Linked DNA regions of Lactuca sativa: region 2 is linked to region 1. The links are chromatin contacts, called in public Hi-C maps. All regions are on one chromosome and are shown on one strand. Each heading gives the region's core, a stretch centred on a gene start, on an enhancer-like site or on the middle of the called end of the contact. The rest is flanking DNA. Distances are from core to core; before and after follow the strand shown. Region 1 holds the start of LOC111904143 (TOM1-like protein 4). Region 2 holds the start of LOC111904146.

What was found. Hi-C and Micro-C count contacts between places; a contact is called where the count stands out from the background.
Region 2: a Hi-C map of leaf shows a contact between it and region 1, with 5 times the contacts expected there. The contact joins the promoter of LOC111904146 here to the promoter of LOC111904143 in region 1. A contact is called at or near these places in 2 of 4 Hi-C or Micro-C datasets (leaf and seed).

The regions. Positions count from the first base shown.
Region 1 is chr1:11,485,667-11,488,872 of Lsat_Salinas_v11, reverse strand. LOC111904143 (TOM1-like protein 4) reads left to right here and starts at 1,731. Exons shown (of 10, transcript XM_023899916.3): 1 at 1,731-1,889; 2 at 2,237-2,381; 3 at 2,639-2,717; 4 at 2,830-2,928; 5 at 3,000-3,113. The coding sequence starts at 2,266.
Region 2 is chr1:11,645,835-11,648,731 of Lsat_Salinas_v11, reverse strand. It overlaps LOC111904146, which reads right to left and starts at 1,597. Exons shown (of 6, transcript XM_023899919.3): 1 at 1,249-1,597; 2 at 204-381; 3 at 24-121. The coding sequence starts at 1,473.

The DNA of each region.
Region 1 (3,206 bases), core at 482-2,981:
TTTACAATATGTTTCTTACCGAAATTGCTTTATCAATGGATCGTTATTTCGTATTGGTAAAATGTTGTCATTTCGTAGAGAGATGAATTCCATGAAAAATTTGGTTCTATAAAGTCCAAAATAAATGCCCATTTATGTTGCTTTTCAAAATATAATATCTTATGATAGTATCCATAGTGTACACAATTTGGAATTTCAATAATTAACCTAAAAAATATTCCTCTAGCCAATCATTAACAACATATAAATTGTATGCATCCACTATACTTTGAGTTTAAAATGAATTATTAGGTAAAATGTATAAAAATAAGATTCGTGTTTTCTAGTTATGTACTCTAAAAATTATTAGTTATATTCTAATCTTTATGTAATCATATAATCATATTAGTTACAAAATTCATTCGTTTAATTAAATTACTTATAGCATATCAACTGATGGGTTTTTTTATAAAAAAATAATTTTATTTCAATTACTCTTCAAAGTTCAAAGCATATTACTATTGTAATTATAAAACATTTTTTCCAAATACAAAAGAATAAGAACCCAGTGTGACAACAAGGATTTTGGAGTTGTTGATGTCATTAAGATGATTTTTGAAGACAAATGTTACCAAAAAAGTTACTAAAACTCCGATATAAAAAATAAAAAATCATCAACTCATTAAATGGCTTAACTATTGTGGATGCGTTTACAAAAAAAAAAACAAAAAAAAAACCATTAAATCATTAAATAACTTAACTATTTTGGATGCCATTAATATGGACTAAAAATTACAATTAGAAAACACTAAACTTTTGGTCATTTTTTTTTTCGTCTAAAACTGATATTCTGCATTGTATAAAACTATATAAGTTAAAAAAAGATAAAGTAATTAATTATCTGATTGTTATTAAATATGAAAATGTAAGCCTATAATTAAAACTGATATTCTAGATTTGTATATATATTTTCCATCTTGCCAACTGAACAAAAGAAAAAGGATTATTCGAGTCAATTAGAAGCGCGTATGGTTTCGGTTTGGCCGGCCCAAGTCAACTCATGAGAATGGTTGACCAATTATCTGTCCCCATTTTTAATAAAATCATTCTTCATCCTAATTCTTATTTCTTATTTATTTTTCAACTTTTTCAAATGAAACTTAGGAAAAGAAAACTACAAAAATCTAAATTTTAAATATCAAACAAAATATGACCAAAATTACTAAATGATATTTATATAACAAAATTCTATATTTTTTAGTTTTGTAATAAAACGATTTTTATATAAAGTATCTAAGTAATTTTTTATTATGACTTGCGAACCAAGACATATCAATAATGATTAAATTCTTATTTGTCCGACTACATTAACCTCTTTTATTAATTTAATAATTTTTTACAATTTATGTAATTGAGATTAGTTATGCAATGATGTTTCAATCATATAAAACTAAAGGGTAATTTATTGTTTTTTTCATGTTAAAATAAGGTATTGTGATATATTTTCCATCAAAAATCAAATTTATACAAATTAAGTAAAATTAAAATAATATTACATAAAATGCATACTTAATTTAACATAGTTATGATAATATTTCCATAAAAATGTATAATTGCATTTATTATATATAACATAATGATGCCAAAACATAAAAAAAATATATGATAATATTTCCTAAATTGACTCGAAAGAAGTAAAATCGGCGTTCCTTTGGGTCCGAAATTGAGACCCGGATATCGGCATGGTATAAGAAAAAGGAAATTGAAGGGGTGACGCATACACAGACCGAAGAGAAAGTCATCTCCTTCTCTCTTGATTTCTGCTAAATTCTCTATCTACTTTTTCTACACTAAATTCCTAGAAGAAAAACCTGTTCTGGTCTTCTCTGTTACATAATTCTTGTTGACGGGTAAGCAATCCCCTGATCCTATCTATTTCTTTTCAGATTCATACTTTTTCCAATTCTGATCGTATTTCTACTTGGGTTTGAACGGGTCTTGGATGTTATCGATAACGATCGCATCATTTATCTGGGATTATTTCCTTTTGAATTATATTATTGATTCCTCGGAGCTTCGATCCATTAGGTTTTTGTGTATTTTAAAATTTTGTACGGCTTCAATTGAATCTCGAAATTTCTCGGATGGATGTGAATTCCTTTTGTCCTTTTTACGAATTTGAAGTTGTGATATGTACTTTTGAACTTTTAAGGGTTTTACATATTAATTTTTGTGGGTTTGTGGGAGATCATCGCAGGTTTAGACTGGTGAAGGACAAATTAAGAAATGTCAAATACTAATAATGCAGCAGCATGTGCTGAAAGGGCAACAAGTGATATGCTGATCGGTCCTGATTGGGCCATTAATATCGAGCTATGTGATCTTATCAATATGGATCCTGGGTATAACTTCTTTTTTTCCATTATAACACAACTACTCTATTTTCAATCTTTCAATTAATTAGCACATATGATTGCTTTCTCTCTCCATTTAATACATTTAATTGAAGCCACAGTTATGTATCTTCCATGTGGTATGTAAGTAGCTGAAAAAGTCTTTGTTGAAGAAATTCACAAGCTGATAATAGTTTTTTTTTTTTTTTGTGGGGTGATGATTTCTTTAGTAATTTCATCTTGCTGTTATGTTCTTGATTTTGCAGGCAAACAAAAGATGCTCTTAAGATACTAAAAAAGAAGCTCGGGGGTAAAAATCCAAAAATACAGCTCCTAGCTCTTTTTGTAAGTTATTCATTTCACTTTTGTCATATATTTCTATCATACAATGAAAGATATTTGTTACATGTTCTACAAGGAACCAACTTTATTCAAAAATCTTGTAAATTCTAAATAGGTACTTGAAACTTTGAGCAAAAACTGTGGAGAAAATGTGTTTCAGCAAATCGTTGAGCGGGATATCCTGCATGATATGGTCAAAATTGTAAAGAAGAAGGTATGGAATTTCTATCTTTAGTTTGTTTTCATTAAAGATTAAATAATGTTGATATTGATATGATGTTGCAGCCGGATTTAAATGTGAGGGAAAAGATTCTTATACTGATAGACACTTGGCAAGAAGCTTTAGGGGGAAGAGGGGGAAGGTATCCCCAATATTATGAAGCATACAATGACTTGAAGGTGATTGGTAAATATGTTTTGTACTCCAGTGATAGTATGATTTTGTAATTAAGAAGCATTGTAGTAGATGCACTACATTTAAAAAAATTCCAA
Region 2 (2,897 bases), core at 348-2,847, 160 kb before region 1:
TTATGTAGAGATAAGAAACTGACCTTTGCCATGTTGAACGAAGGAAATCTTTGAAAAGCTTTTGAAAGAACATCATCATTAACCTCATTTCCAAGATCTCCACAAAATAGACGATAATCATCTGGAAAAACATCACTACAATCATCAACAACAAGATGAGATTTTGCTATCAGAAAATTACAAATCAGATGAAGAAAACTCACTTTCTGGCCACTCTGCAAGTGTTGGATCCTCCCAAGCTTGACCAGCTGCTTTACGAGGTATGGCTCTCTTTTTGACCTCTGCTTTATGCTCCACTTCACTGCTTGCAAGTGCAGCCTTTACACTTTCTAGAGCTTCAGGTGTAATTGTTTGTGCATCCCTTTGAAATAGCTGTTGTGCCTATTTTCAAAAAAAAAACATTTCTTTTGGTTTCAGTTAGGCGTTATGAGGGATTCTTACAAAGTCAGTTTGCAGGGTTTGGTATTTTGTTACTTTTCACTTGGTTCTTGGATCAATTATTACAATTTTGTGTAGAGTTTCTTTGTGCATCTTTATTGGTCATTCCACAATATGACACCCTTAGCTTCAGAGTCAAAATGACTTGTAATATGTATTATGATTGCTCAAGCTGCAACTAACCATTGAAGACTTCATTGGCTGATATCTGGAAAGCATTCCTTAATCATGTTTTTGTTGAGAAGGTTTATAAAGATAAGCCTCGCCAGATATATGGTTCAAGATGATTGATTCATTTCTTAATGATTATCTTGGCCAATAGAAAGGTTTGGATCATTTTACAGTTATACTGGAAACTCTGTGTTCTCTGAAGCCATATATTTTGACTCAAACACCCTTGTTTTGATCAAGTGTCAACTGTCAAGATCTTATATTCTTATATAGTTTAGGAGAAAAAACTAATTCCTTTAGTTACGAAGAAATGCAACAATCAGTTTTTGGCCAATAACATTAGGGCTTTCTTGGCCTATTCGATGTCTCAAACTTCTATGGATAAACATGTTACAAACTTAAGAGCATATACTTGGGAAAATTGAAAAGGCAGGTTTCTAAATCCTTCAAATTGATCCTACAATATATGTGTCAGATAGTAACGTTGTGGTTGATGGGGCAGCCTAAGTAGTCCCTACGCTAGTAATTGCTAAATGTTCCAAAATCATCTTGTAATTCTTCAAATTACTGGCATGGAAGTACGAACATTAAATGATCAACGCTTAACTGAAATAATTAATTAGGGTTGACAGAAATTACCTGCTGGAACTGGGGAAAGTAGACTCCAGGGACAGAAGTGGATGGAGTAGCGTAGGCGGGAGGTGGAGCGGGGAATTGAACGACCGAAGGCGGAGGAGGAGGAGCTGCAGCAGGGTATGTTTGGGGTTGTTGAAGGTGGAAGGGCATCGGAAAATACGAGCCATTGTTGTTGGAGTATGTGAACTGGGAAGAAGAAGATGCAGAGGAATTCGGTGGATTCGACATCTTTCCTTCAACAAACGGATCTCACGCTTCAGTTGTGAATTGGAGTAAAATGTTAGGGTTCTTGTTCGTTGATTCGGAATGAAATTGGGGAAGAGGGTTTTGAACTAAATATGTTTTGCAAAGTAAATTGGGAAATTTTTTTAATAAGTTTCATTTTGTGTCCATTTAGTAAATCCAGATTTATTTTTGTTCTTTGATTATTTAATTTTTTTTTATTATTTTTCTTTTTTTATATTAAGGGGGTGTTTGGCTTAGCTTTTCGCAGCCAAAAGTCCTTTTTGAAAAAGAAAAAGAGGTTTGGAAAAACTAGTTTTAAAAACTACTTTTGGAGATTTGATACAAGGAAAATAAACTTTTTGGAAAAGTCAAGAAAACCTGACTTTTTGTAAATTTTCCAAAAAAAACTTTTGAGCTGTGAAAAGCTAAACCAAACACCCCCTAAGTCAACTGGCATTGACTATGCAGAGGAATAATGGTGTTTGAGATTACTTTTTAACTTTAAAATGACTTATTCAATCACATATTTTTAAAAGCTTTCCAAAGATTTCCTTCCATCAACATAAGAATTTAAATAGGTCAAATAATGTGGGTGTTCAAGTTTTATCTAAGCAAAAGATGTCTTCGACTTGGGTTTCACTATCTCCACAACAGACAACAATATTCTTTATACATATTTAGGTTTTTGTACACAGTTAGTCATTATGACTGAGTTCTTCAGATTTTACTCACGGGCATCCTGCGTGGGACAATAATTAATGAGGTGTTCTCATATGTGACTCATCATTCACTTATATCAGTAACCTAATTCATAAATAGCTCAAATAATGTGGGTGCTCTAGTTTTATCTAAGCAAAAGATGTCTTCGACTTCGGTTTCACTATCTCCACAACAAACAACAATATTCTTTGTAATTACTTCCTCCCAACTCGAATTTGCACTTCCAACACAAAAGAATTAAGGAAGACGCTAAAATAATTTGCACTTCCAATACAAAATAACACCCTGACGAAAAGTTTTATGTATCTCCATAGCAGACAACGAGATTATTTGCGATTGCTTCATCCTAACTCAAATTTGCACTTCCAAGATAAATAATCTCGTTGTCTGTTATGAAGATATATGAAACTGAAGCCGAATACATCTTCAGCTTAGAGAAAACTAAGTCACTGTCATTATTTGATCGATTTGAGAATTAGGTTATTGATATAAGTGAGGGACGAGTTTATCTTATGTAAGATATCGTGAGCAAAATCTAAAGAAACTTATTATAATGACTAAATGTGAACAAAATCTAAAGAAACTTATTATAATGACTAAATGTGAACAAAATCTAAAGAAACTTATTATAATGACTAAATGTGAACAAAAACATTAAGGATTAAATGTATACAAACTGAAAATTATATTACCCTATCAAGTCATTT